2 separate regions of the Danio rerio genome follow, and region 2 is linked to region 1. A link is a contact called in public HiChIP or PLAC-seq data. All regions are on one chromosome and are shown on one strand. Each heading gives the region's core, a stretch centred on a gene start, on an enhancer-like site or on the middle of the called end of the contact. The rest is flanking DNA. Distances are from core to core; before and after follow the strand shown.

Region 1 (6,664 bases), core at 3,881-6,380:
ATCTACATATTATATACATACATATTTACAGGTAGTTAAGTAGAATATTTTAAATGATTTTTATTTTATTTATTAATTTTCCATCGGCTTAGTCTCTGATTTATCAGGGGACACCACAGCAGAATGAACCACCAACTATTCCGCCATATGTTTCATGCAGCGGATGCCCTACCATTTTCATTTTATTCAAATAAATTAAATAATGTTACTTTAGTTAAACCATGTATAAGACCGGTTTCTTTTAATATCCTTACATTTTATTATGCATAAATAAATAAATAAAAATAAATGATTAATTTATTAATTAAATAATTGACAAATTGCATTTCTGGGGGTATAATTAAGGTAAATTAGCAAAATAAAAATGCTATAATTTTACTTATGTATTTTGTAGTTCTTGCTGATTTGGATAATTAAATAAATGATTTTAAAAATTATGACAGGGTTTCTAATTGTTATTTTGTTTTACATTCAAAATTATCAGTTTTTAAAACCTCAATTTAAATCAAATATTATGTAGGAGTTTAAATAGTTTTTCTTGATAAATAATTAAAATTAGGGTTTGAATTTATTAGTCATCAGTTTGTTTACAGAATAGGAAAGCTCTTTATAAATTTAATATTTTCTTTTCAGCTTAATCCCTTTATTAATCTGGGGTCACTACAGCGAAATGAACTCATCCAGCACATGTTTTATGCAGCCGATGCCCTTCCAGCTGTAACCCATCACTGGGAAACACTCCCATTCACACACATACACTACAGACAATTTAGCCTTCCCAATTCACCTATAATGTATGTCTTTGTACTTGAAACCGGAGCACCCGGAGGAAACCCACACAAACACGGGGAGAACATGCAAAGTCCATACAGAAATGCCTACTGACGCAGCCGAGGCCCGAAACAGCAACCTACTTGCTGTAAGGCGATTGCGATACCCACTGCGCAACGCGTCGCCCCCTATAAATTTATCTAAAAGTTGATTAAGAGTTCCTTTAATTATCCTGTTTATTGATGTTTTAACATTTTAAATATGTACTAAGAGTGGGGGTTAAATGTTATATTGCATTTCTGTAGTTTGGTAATGAATAACAATAATAAAAAACTATTATTAAATAATTTTCGTAGTTTTAAAATGAGTGTTATTGCTCATACACAATCATTGTTGAACTTTCCAATCTCTATTGTTCAACAGCTCTGGATTTTTCCTGTTCTGCTCTGAACATCGTCCTCAAATCAAGGCTCAGTATCCCAGCCTGGGCATCGGAGATGTGGCCAAAAAACTGGGCGAGATGTGGAATGGCCTCACAGATGCTAACAAACAACCCTTCTTGATGAAAGCCAACAAGCTGAAGGACAAGTACCAAAAGGCATGTCTCCATACTTCCATCCTCCATGCAGCATATTAAAAATGGCAGCAAATTTTAACAATATTTGCATTTTCATGCAGGATGTTGCGGACTACAAGACGAAGAGCAAGGCCGGAGGTGTTTCCATGGGCATGGGGATGCCAATGGCTAACTGTATGCCTCCCAAACCCATGATGAAGAGCAACATGGACGATGAAGAAGATGACGAGGAAGACGAAGAAGAGGAAGAGGATGATGACGAATATGACGACGACGAATAGACTCATTTTTATTTCTCTCAGTGTGTGTGCGTGTGTGTGTGTGTTACAATTATGATACCTATTTCCCCAGTAGATACGGAATACACTGGTGGTCTTTCATAGCCCCGTTGTTGTTTTAATAGAGGTGGAATGTTTCGTGTGCTGTTGGTTAGAGACCGAAAAACCACCGTTTTTGACCTCCAGCTTCGTGTGTGTGTGAGAGCATGTGAAGACCTCACTTCATCACCGTAGCCCGGTGTCTTCCTAGCCCATGTTTGTATGCTTTTACCAATTGTATAACAAAAAGGCCTTCAAACAAGTAACACCATACATTTGTAAATCCCTTCTATTTTTCCTTTTCAGTTTAAGAGTGCGTAGCTCTGTATATGGTTGAGTAGATATCGTTTATGATTGTGGTGTGTTGCATGTGGAAAGGTGTCATAGTTTGGTAACTGTGCGCCGATATCAGACATTTCATGCTGAAGCCGTCATTCTTGTCCAGTTTTAGGAAAAAAGAAAATCAGTGCAAAAAAGAGCAGTTGCCACCAGCACGTTGGTTAGTTTTGTTGCAGGCGGGTGCGCTATATGTCGTTTATTATTATTAGCACATCCAAGATCAGTATAGGAAAGGTATTTATATTATCTTCCCTATAAATATTAACTGTTGTGTGATCTAGGAATGCACTATATATATATATATATATGTATAAAAGTACAGATTTGTGTAAAATGTGGTCAAACGTTAGCGGAAAACAAGTATGAGCACTCGTAAAAAAAGAAATATCTGAACAAAAAAATTGGCCAATGTTGATTTGGTCGCTGATATATCGTGCATCTCTAGTTTGATTCTCATGTTTTGGTTGAATATAAAGTAAGACACAATGCTGATGATAAATCTGTACTTATCTGTATCTATGATTTTCATTTTATATGTTTGAGGTTTGCAATTAAATTGAAACGTTTTTATTTGTGTGTTGTTTTTCTGGAAACAGACAAAGAATATATAGGATGCCAGCATGAGTCACTTTGACAAGTATGGATAATTAAACTATGGCTAGAATACTGTATATTCTAAACATTTCTACTCCACTTTTCATTTTGATGTTTTATATTTAAAAGACTGAACAATTGGAGGGGGAATGATTTAAGGTGCCTTAAACTAAATAATGATTCCAATGGTTTTGATCGCTGTAGGAGAATTGGGTAAGGTGTCTGTAGTGTATGTTCTGGTTCTCCTAGTTGGGGGGGTTGAGCATTGGGCTAACAAACCACCTCATTTAAATACTGCATTTTAATATAGGCTCTGCTGATTTATTTTAACACATAGACAACGACATACAGAATAACAAGATAAAAAAATAATAAATAAAATTAAAAGAATAAAATAACGTTAAAATCTTTAACATTCATAGACAGATTTTACAACATATGATAAAAATGTATAAAATATGATTAATATAGGCTTTTTAGTATTGGTTGGGGGCCCATAATTCCCCTGGGCCCAAAGCGACTGCTTACCTTGCTTATTGGTTAAGTCGCCCCTAAGTGCATTGTTCTGCAAAGTCATTTAGGGTTCTCCAAAGAACTATTAATTTTGTAGTGTGAAGACAATCTAAAGCAGAGATGCCCAAGCTAGGGCCCGTGGGCTAACGTTGGCCCATGTTAACCCTTTGATTTGGACCACAATGCCATCTGAGAATGATGGAGATGGTTTCGAGTTTGTCAGGTCAAATTTAATGTAATTGTTTGTTTGTTTGTTTGTTTTTATGTTAAAAGCTAACTGAAATTAAAATTTTCAATTAAGTGCTGTAAACCAGTGGTGTCCAAACTCAGTCCTGGAGGGCCGGTTTCCTAGAGAGTTTTGCTCAAATCCTAATCAAACACACCTGAACCAGCTAATCAAGATCTTATGCCACAGTCACAATAGAGTTTGCATGCGAAATTCTGTCGTACAGCACTGCGAAAAGGGGTGGGATTAAACGAGATGATTAGACGTTTAAAAAAACGAGCGATTGCTCCATGTTTTAAATTTCATTCCAGAGAGGTCATATTTTGATCCTTGATTGGTCTCACGCAGTCAAGTGATGCGATTTTGCAGGTCAAAGTTCACCAAGCTTAAACTTTCCAACGCAGCGAACTGCGAAACTTGCCGCACGACCTTGTGTTTCCAGTCTGACGCCTTGGCGTGTGTATGAATGAAAGTCTACGGGGAGAAAAGTGCAGTGTGACTGCAGATTTTCTGTATATACTAGAAACGTCCTGGCAGGTGTGTTGAGGAAAGTTGGGACTAAACTCAGTTTGGACACCCCTGCTGTAAACTAATGAAATTCTGTTTAAATGTACACAGTCACCCAATAATAAGCCTTTTGGGAAAATCAAGTCAAAGGCAGATTCTGCTTGAACAGTGTATTCAGCATTGAACTCCACTGTGTTATAAAAGTGATTGTTTGTTTTTATTGCAGTAAGTTATAATTTAACAAGTTATACTGCAATAGTTAATACAATTTAAAGCAATGTTTTATGTTTATTTTGAAATATTATGAAATACAAGGAAATGACCCATGGCAACTTTAGAGTAATACATTTTGGTATATTTACATTTAGCTCAAAGCATTCAATGATATTTGGTTTTTGGCTCTTTAAACTAAAATGTTTGGGCACCCCAATCTAAAGAAACTTGTCCAGTAAAAAGTGTCATGGATATTAAACATTCTTCGATTAATGTCAATAAAAAAACATTTTAAGACAGTTCATCACTGTAAATATGTAATCAACAGCAGCTAGGTTACTACTGCTGTTTATTTATTTATGTGTTGCCTAAAGGAATATTCCGATATGTATGTGGATGTTGTTTACCTTTCTCTGGATGGTCGCTAGATGGCGCAAGGCTCTTTTATAGTAGGAGAGTTCATGGGCGCGTTACATAATGCCATGATGGGAATCTTGTGGAAAATGACATTAGTGACACACTGAAATTAGACGGGAGTCATATTCAGTCTTAAACGAACTCTGTATTAGTTTATCTAGGAGAAATATTACCATCACCTCACAAAATGTAGTTTAAGACGTTTTTGCAGTCTGTTGATCCCGCGTAATGTCATTCGCCTCATCATTCTGACATTTTAATGGACTTCCTTCAGAGATATCATTTTTGTGGTTGACATTAGGATGAAAACGCGCGAGCACTCCAAATCCGTCAAATACATTACAAACACTAGTTCGCCGTTCCCCCCGAGAACGCGGAACATACGCCATATGATACACGTAAATATGCAAATGTTTGAGTTTTTCCTTGTAGTGTGTGTATGTGTGTGTACCAAAGCAGCACAAGTTCTTTCTCAACCATATCTCTGATTGGTGGTCCCCTGGGCAAAGTGGGCGGATATCATGACCCGCCTGATGACGGTAGAAGATTCTCCGCTCGTGATTGGCTACTCGCTCTGCCTGTCAAACGCCCAGGCCAAAGCCCAGTTGCTTGCTGTCTGAAGCGGCAGCAGCGAGCGGAGTGGGGCGAGTGAGGCTTCCGTCTCAGGGCTGCGGAAACTACCCTGCAAGACTGGCACTGATTGAGGAAAGGAGGAACGCTTTATTCGAGGTTTCGTCTCTGTGAAACATCTCTTACAAAGTGTCCAGCCTTTACTGAAGGAAACAGCCTGCGGAGATGGGCGACAAGGCGGGGACCAGGTAAGAGAGACAGTTTACAGCGCAGGTTCAATTCAGGCTCTGACTTCTAATTTTGAAGTCACGATACTGTGTACTAACATCCCACCCGAGGATGAACACTCCCTGCAAACCTCCCAGGCTGGAGGGATGTCTTGGGGAGCCAGTAGTGCATTTGAGCTCGTTCGTTTGTAGCCCATAAGATGTGTACATGCATAGGCACTCGAAGCAAACGCTCCTAAAACATGATCACTGGACATCTCCTGTACTTCGGCCAGGGTGGGGTGACTGACCAGCACGATTCACCAGCCCTCCGTCCTGCTCTTGGACACCATAGGAAAGCAAATGCAACTGAAATCGCGTAGGAGTGTTGCATTTAGTCGCTATTATCAGCTGCGATCTGCTGTTATCTTGTTGGTCTCAAGTTGTGGCTGGTTTATTTATGTACTCGCGACAACGCCAAGCACTTATCACGACATGTTGTTGTATTACTGACGTTACATGCATTACAAGCGAGGATACACTATATTATTTTCCGCCTCACGGCCAGAAATCAAGAAGTCTGTCGCACCCAGCGCGAGAAATTCCTGCTCATCACTGCGCGCTCACTTCCTCAACTTTCAGAAAAAAGGCCTCGACGTTTCCTGTTGCAGCAATGCAGTGGCTTTTGCTGTGTGTGTGAAGTGTCTTTTTAACACCTCTCCCTGTGTCTGTGTGCAGAACAGGCCCTGTAGGCGCAGTGTAGATAGATAGTCGAGTCGTGGGCGACCATGTACGTGCGCTGAGTTTGATGAGTAACCCAGCAGATCCTCTCAGTTGTGCCTTCAGTTCTGCTTCCATGTCACGGCTCTCAGACCGTCAGAGAAGGACACCCGCGGCTCTCTGCCTCCTGGCTGTCTGAAGACCAAGTTTTGGGGCTTTATCAGAGGGCTGCATGTTCCCCCCTTTGATGTCGGTCTGGCGTGTGACAGCAGGGGGCTTCAGGGGGAGGCTTGTTGTGAATGACATTAGAAAGAATGGCCAGAAATCACATTTTTAGTGAGTTTGGTGAAGCTTAAGACCAGGGGTGCCCAAACGTGTTCTTATGAAGGGTTTAAAACCAAACTTGATTGAGGCTAGTGGGACAAAGGTAAACACGGTTGCCATTGGTAATTTCCAAATTTATTTAATAATGTTTAAAAATGACTATTAAACATTGCTTTACATGAACTAATACAGTATTTTATATGAAACAAAACAAAGTAATTTATAACAGAATTACACTAGTTTTTACCTTGATTTGCTCGCTGATGTCATCTGTATAGTCCTCCATCCGTCTAGTGACAGTATTTATATGTGAAAAAAATCTGATTAATTTACAACATTTCATTGAAACAATAAAACAGCAACAAACAAA
Region 2 (6,040 bases), core at 1,001-3,500, 130 kb after region 1:
AGCGCTATGAAGAATAATAGCACAGAATCTTCTGCCAAATCTACCTTTTGCCACTTTTCCAAATGATCAATTAGAAGTCAAGTTATTATTTGTTGCTATTACAACTGGGATCGACGGCAATTCTTTTGTCAGGTAGAGTACATGTAAATACGCATTTGTACCATCTTTTCCAGTCAATGACTTGCTTAGCAATGGGATCTATCACAGCATGTGTCAAAATTGTAATATATATCATTTGAAACTTTGTAAAGCATCAGTACGTAAAGCTTTTTTATATTCATTTTAGTGAACCGTTTTTTAGTTTGATTTTAAACTAATAATGTGCATTGAACTGTTTGAACGGAACTTTCTATGAGCTGTTTCTGTGTATATTTTACCACTGTATGCATCAGCTTTAGAAAACACACGTTTTATATTTAATACATTTTTGTTTCAGATGCAGACAATGCATCATCACTAAACTTTAATCTGTGTACATATGCATGCATTGGCTTTTCATTTGTCCATTACAAATAAAGATTTTTGTTAACACTTTAGGTCACAATTTATTTTATTAACTACTCGCCTATTACCTGCCTATTATTAAGATATTAACTGTTCATTAGTGGTTATGAAGTATGATCTTATTCTGCATCCCCAATTCTTCCCATAAACTAAACTCAGCTTCTACCTTACTATGAATAAACAGTTAATTAGTTGTTTATTAAGGTAGTAGTGTTAGTTAATGGTTTGTTAATATCGTGAAGTATGACCTAAAGTGTCACCAAACATTTTTATTTCATATTTTAGTGTTGTATTCTTATTTTACTTGTAATATTTTCCTGCATATCTTTATCTGTGGACACCATTCATTAAAAAATTATAAATCATTTTATTCATTTTATTATTCATTAAGTAATTATAGAGCAATGGATACAATCTGAAAGTAATCTGCACACTGACAACACAGGCACCATTTTGAATGAATCATTTATTGTGAAAACAGGACCATGTCGATTTCCACCTAATATTCACCTACTCAGATTGTAAATTTGACACGTGTATAAATAAAATGGCAATAATTTATCAACAGCATTTGCAGATAATAGACATTTAAAGGTTTAACAGGTCCACATATACAAACAGCACTATAAAAGACAAATTAAGGCACCGCACATACATGATTAAACTCACTCATCTTCTATTTATGAGAAGCTTCAAGACAGAAAGGCAAGAGTAAAGTACATAATCTCATTCCATTTTACACATCCACATTCAATTTAAAGCAATTACAGCATTATTACATATAGACACAGTGAGGGAATGGACAGGTAGAGTTTAAACTCCAGTCACATGTACTAATGCACCAGATATTCCTTGCGCTTGTTCAGGCGAACCTGACAAAATGACAGGAATCCTATGCCAACGTAGATTACTGCTGCAATGAAGCAGTTGTATCCCACTTGGTTGTACAGTTTATAGACGCTTTGCGGTGGTGTGTCCCTGAAAGGAGACAGAGAAAGACAATGTCATGAATGCATGTGACATCCCCTATGTTAGACGCTCTTTATTTTCCAGAGTGACTCAATAGCAAGCGGAACTCACTGGCTGTGTAAGTCTTCCTCAGTCAAAGGCACGTCCTCTATAAGAATAGCTGAATGAGTGGTGAAAAAAATCCCCAGCAATGCCTAAAACAAATCAGAAAATGTAAACTATAGTGTCATGACTGTAATTTCACACATCACCAACAATCTACTAGTTTTTATATTGATAGTTCATACATTTTAATTAATCTATGACATTTAATATGCTACTTTCGTAATGTAGTAAGGAAATATGTTATAATGTAATGTTTAATAACGTTAAATCATCATGATCCACCCCAAAGCTGCTGATATTGTTGACCGTTTGTGCGAAGGTACTTATTACTAAGCTTAAATTGAGTCTTTTACATGTCTAAACTATAGAAAACATGTTAACTTACCAGCATAATAACACCCCAAATGCTCAGCACCAGTCCACACGCTGCCAGTTTAGGACCGCAGAAAAGCAAAGAAACCATTTTCTGAGCAGTCGCTGGTTGGGTTACAGTTACCCTGAAATGCCAGAGGACGGGTTCAAAGGAAACAAACTTAAAGCGACCGTCGATTTAACTTTCAGAAGTTACTTTTGTTAGAGTTTTTTTGACCTCGGTAGGATCGATGTCAACAGTCAGCCGATTTAATCAGCTGACTTTAGAGGAAGCGGAAGTAGAGAAACTACAGAGTGTAACGTCATAGAAAGTTTGAAACAAACTTTTAGCACATTTTGTATAGCTCAGAATACATTCTTGCCGATATTCTGAGATCCACGACTGTGTATTCAAAGCAATTTACTTACTTTTACTTCATTTACCAGACTCACTTTAACGGATTAAAAAAGTTTTTTTTTCGTTTTGACAATTTATGTACAGTTGTAAGTTACTTTATAACACTATTTTACAGGTTTAACCGAAATATAAACACAATCCTACAGTTTTCCTGTCATTAATATAACATGTTTAGACTTGTTGACGCTTGACTCCTCAACCCAAATTTGTTTTTCGTCTTAAAAAGCGTTGTGTGCATCTATTCATCATTAGTTACTGACTACATTATTGTTCAGTTTTAAAGTTTTATCTAATAAGTTTGCATTAGCTGTGTTTGCAAACGATTGAAACTGGACACCTTAGTGGTAACTTTTGTGACTCTTCGCTCATTCCTCCTCCCTTCATGCTCTCAACCCATAACAAAACGTCGCCAAATTCCTTAGGATTTTGCTCTCTGCGTTGAGTTTTAGTTATATTCTTTGGTTTTAAGAAACAAACTGTTATAATTGTGTAACATTATTAACCTTAAACAAGCTTATGAAAGTCTTAGTTTAGCGGTAGGAGCTGAAAAGAGAAACAGAATCATCTTCATGGATGAAAAAGAGAGAAAAGGATAAACGAAGACTTGAGGAGGGCGCGTAACGGGACGAGCCCGGAGGAAAACAAGCTTTGACTTGAAGAAAAGTATGGAAATGTATGAGTTCTGTTGAAGAGCAGGACAGAATTTGCCAACACATTCACCAAAAGAGTAAGTATACCGGTAAAAACACTTTTAGGATTCAGCTTTAGGACACATCGTGTCAGTTCAGTACGTGGCCAAAGGGGATAGCATCATGCTACATTACAATCCTATTAAATAACTGAAATGTACAAATCTTTTAAAACATGGAAATAAATATATTTCCCTTTCTGATTAAACTTAATTCCCAAACTAGTCAGTGATTTTTCAGGGCAGTTTTGTCCATTGCAGTTTCAGAGGTAGTACGGTAGATGGCTGTGGGGATGTTGTAACGGATCAAGGAAAAAAATATAAGAAGACATTTCGTCCATTTTCTCCAAAAGTCAAATAAAACAAAGATGTTGCACAACTAGCCTTTGTAGTAGGTAAAATGTTACAAAAGTGGACACAAGTGTCTACCATTTAGAAACTATTGTGTGTGTTTTACACGTTAAAGACTAAAGAGATTACTTTAGTAATTATTTGAATAGTTAGTATAAGTACATTTGTAACTTTTGTATATGTATTTGTTCCTGCCATAAAGATAGCCTTGGATTCATGCCAATAAAATAAACCACTCAAAGAATAAGCACTGTAAAGAAAATTAATCTGTTCACCAAAATTTTAAATAACTGCTTTCTTATTGTATGTAGTTTTAAATGAAACTATTACTCCAGTCGTTCTTGCTTTTATAACAATTATCAATAATAATAATAATAATTCATATTAGAGTGATTTCTAAAAGATCATGTGTCTGAAGACTGGAGTAATGAAGTTAAAAATTCCCCATTAAAATCACTGGTATAAATGATTGAGTTAAATGATAAACTACTTTTGAACAGTTATTTATAGTGCAATAACATTTCACTATTTTACAGTTTGTAATATGTTTTTGATCATATGAATGCAGCTTTGGTAAGCAGGAGAAGCTTTTTTAAAAACATTTAAAAACCAAACTGACCCCAACATTTTAAACAGCAGTGTACATGTATTTGTTTCTGCCATAAAGACAGTCTTGGATTTATTGCAATAAGATAAACCACTAACTAATTAGAATAAGAACTGTAGGGCTCAATTATACTTAATACATAAGAATTGGAAAGGGAGCTAGAAATAAATGAAATGGCTACATACTACTCTGGAATAAAAAAAAACATGTTGTTTGTTAACAGTCAAATAATTATCGCTGTTGTTACAACTAGAAGCAACTAAATAAAACCAATTTTAGATTGAAACTTCACACAAATATGAACATTTATTAATCCTCAAGTGAATCCAAACCTTTATTTATATATTTTTATTTTTTAATAAACACAGAAGATATTTTGAAGAATGATGGTAACAGTTGCTATTAAACATCCAAGTCAGGGGGAAAATACTATGGAAGACAGTGGCTACCAGTTACTAGCAATCTTCTAAATATCTAATTGGAAAAAAACTCAAATAGGCTTTGGAAACAGTGGAGGGGGAGTAAATGATGACAGAATGTTTGGGTTTGACATTTGGGTGGGTCATCTGTTCATTGCGGTTTCTCTTACAAAAATATAAAGAGAGTTATGTTGGTGTTTAAAAACGCTTTACACCTAAAATATATCGTCTCCTTGATCCTCAGAGGCCTTGTGTCCCTCTTATCCTGTTAGACATCTTGAGAATGGATGGACTAAAAGAAAAGGAGCGGGAGAGAGGAGATGAAAAAGAGAGTGACGAGACGGAGGAGGACGCAGAAGGAGCAGCATTATTATGGCAGGAGGGATACCCTGAAGATGACTTGGGCCTACCCATCATGCACTGGGAGGATCTGGGCCTTCGTATCGCTGAACTTGAGAAGCAACAAGAGGAGCGGAGACAAAGGGAAAAGGTCTATATGAAATTAAAAACAGTTTCGCATTAAATTAAATTTTTCATCAGGGGTTGCCATAGCAGAATGAACTGCCAACTATTCTGGCAAATGTTGTAATCCAGCATTGGTAAACACCCATACACTCTCACATTCACACACATACACTATGACCAATTTTATTTACCCAATTCACCTATAGCGCATGTGTTTGGACCGTGGGGGAAACTGGAGCACCCGGAGGAAACCCATGCGAATATGGGGAGAACATGCAAACTCCACTCAGAAATGCCAACTTGCCCAGCTGAGACTCGAACCAGCCACCTTCTTGTTGTGAGGCAACAGTACTAATCACTAAGCCACCATGCTGCCCTATTGTGAAACATTTTAATGAATATTTTTTTTTGTTGTGGATTGACTGGAGTGACACTTCATTTACTAGTACACATCAAAATCATGCTTTAATATATTTCTGCAGGACTTGGACAGGCTGACGGTAGACTGGCCAGACATCCGAGGGCTAAGCAATCACAGAGAAACCTATGAGGACATGGAGGATGATTGCAACAGTCGGCTCACTTCTCTGACATCAAGGTCACGCAGATTTCATAAAACCCAAACTTCATCAGAATCTGAAAAAATCTGTAATAACTGTGCTTGTTTACATTCTAGGCTCCAGAGCCAAATGAATCTACAGCTCTGCTTCATCAACAACAGTGAAAGTGAGGAGGAAGAAGAGGAAATAGAGGCAAAGAAAGAGGTGTTTTTTTTTTTTTTTTAACTGTTGTTGGGTGCAAAGTAATGTGAACGATATTAAACAACTTGGATGGAGACATACAATTTTGGGATTTGTACTTGATGGGGTTAATAACAGCTTGTTATTCATTTTGCTACATTTTTCAGGTGACAAAACAGTCCAGTAAGAGTGGCAGTAGTCAGCAGTTAGAGAAGGAGCGAGGTTCAAGCTCTGCATCTCCTAAGAAAACCAAATCAAGAGGGTTCAAGAATGATGTCAGAGCTGCACTGAGTGTACTCAGACATAAATTGAGATTGGAGCAAAAACAGGTGAGAGGAGAGCATGCAATTACTGCATAACATACATTTCACTTTATGCATTGGGTGTTTTCACAAAGTGCATTTATTCAAACAGTTATGCATC

The links. HiChIP or PLAC-seq counts read pairs in DNA pulled down with a chosen protein or histone mark.
Region 2: an H3K4me3 HiChIP or PLAC-seq map of gastrula embryo shows a contact between it and region 1, with 4 times the contacts expected there. The contact joins the promoter of rnaseka here to the promoter of arrb2b in region 1. A contact is called at or near these places in 4 of 18 Hi-C or Micro-C datasets (caudal fin, embryo, hematopoietic stem cells and 1 more) and 2 of 4 datasets of contacts at active chromatin or transcription factors (embryo and gastrula embryo).

The regions. Positions count from the first base shown.
Region 1 is chr7:25,943,075-25,949,738 of GRCz12tu, forward strand. It overlaps arrb2b (arrestin, beta 2b), which reads left to right and starts at 5,131. Exons shown (of 15, transcript NM_201124.1): 1 at 5,131-5,292. The coding sequence starts at 5,270. It overlaps LOC108190781 (a long non-coding RNA gene), which reads right to left and starts at 4,964. Exons shown (of 8, transcript XR_012383299.1): 1 at 4,648-4,964; 2 at 4,465-4,550. hmgb3a (high mobility group box 3a) reads left to right here. Exons shown (of 5, transcript NM_001122836.1): 4 at 1,195-1,369; 5 at 1,450-2,574. The coding sequence ends at 1,629.
Region 2 is chr7:26,078,240-26,084,279 of GRCz12tu, forward strand. It overlaps rnaseka (ribonuclease, RNase K a), which reads right to left and starts at 2,251. Exons shown (of 3, transcript NM_001045405.2): 1 at 1,964-2,251; 2 at 1,585-1,667; 3 at 952-1,482. The coding sequence starts at 2,041. The coding sequence ends at 1,338. It overlaps si:dkey-6n21.12, which reads left to right and starts at 2,738. Exons shown (of 7, transcript XM_017357018.4): 1 at 2,738-3,074; 2 at 4,685-4,902; 3 at 5,360-5,475; 4 at 5,554-5,641; 5 at 5,785-5,946. The coding sequence starts at 3,023. alox12 (arachidonate 12-lipoxygenase) reads left to right here. Exons shown (of 16, transcript NM_199618.1): 16 at 1-869.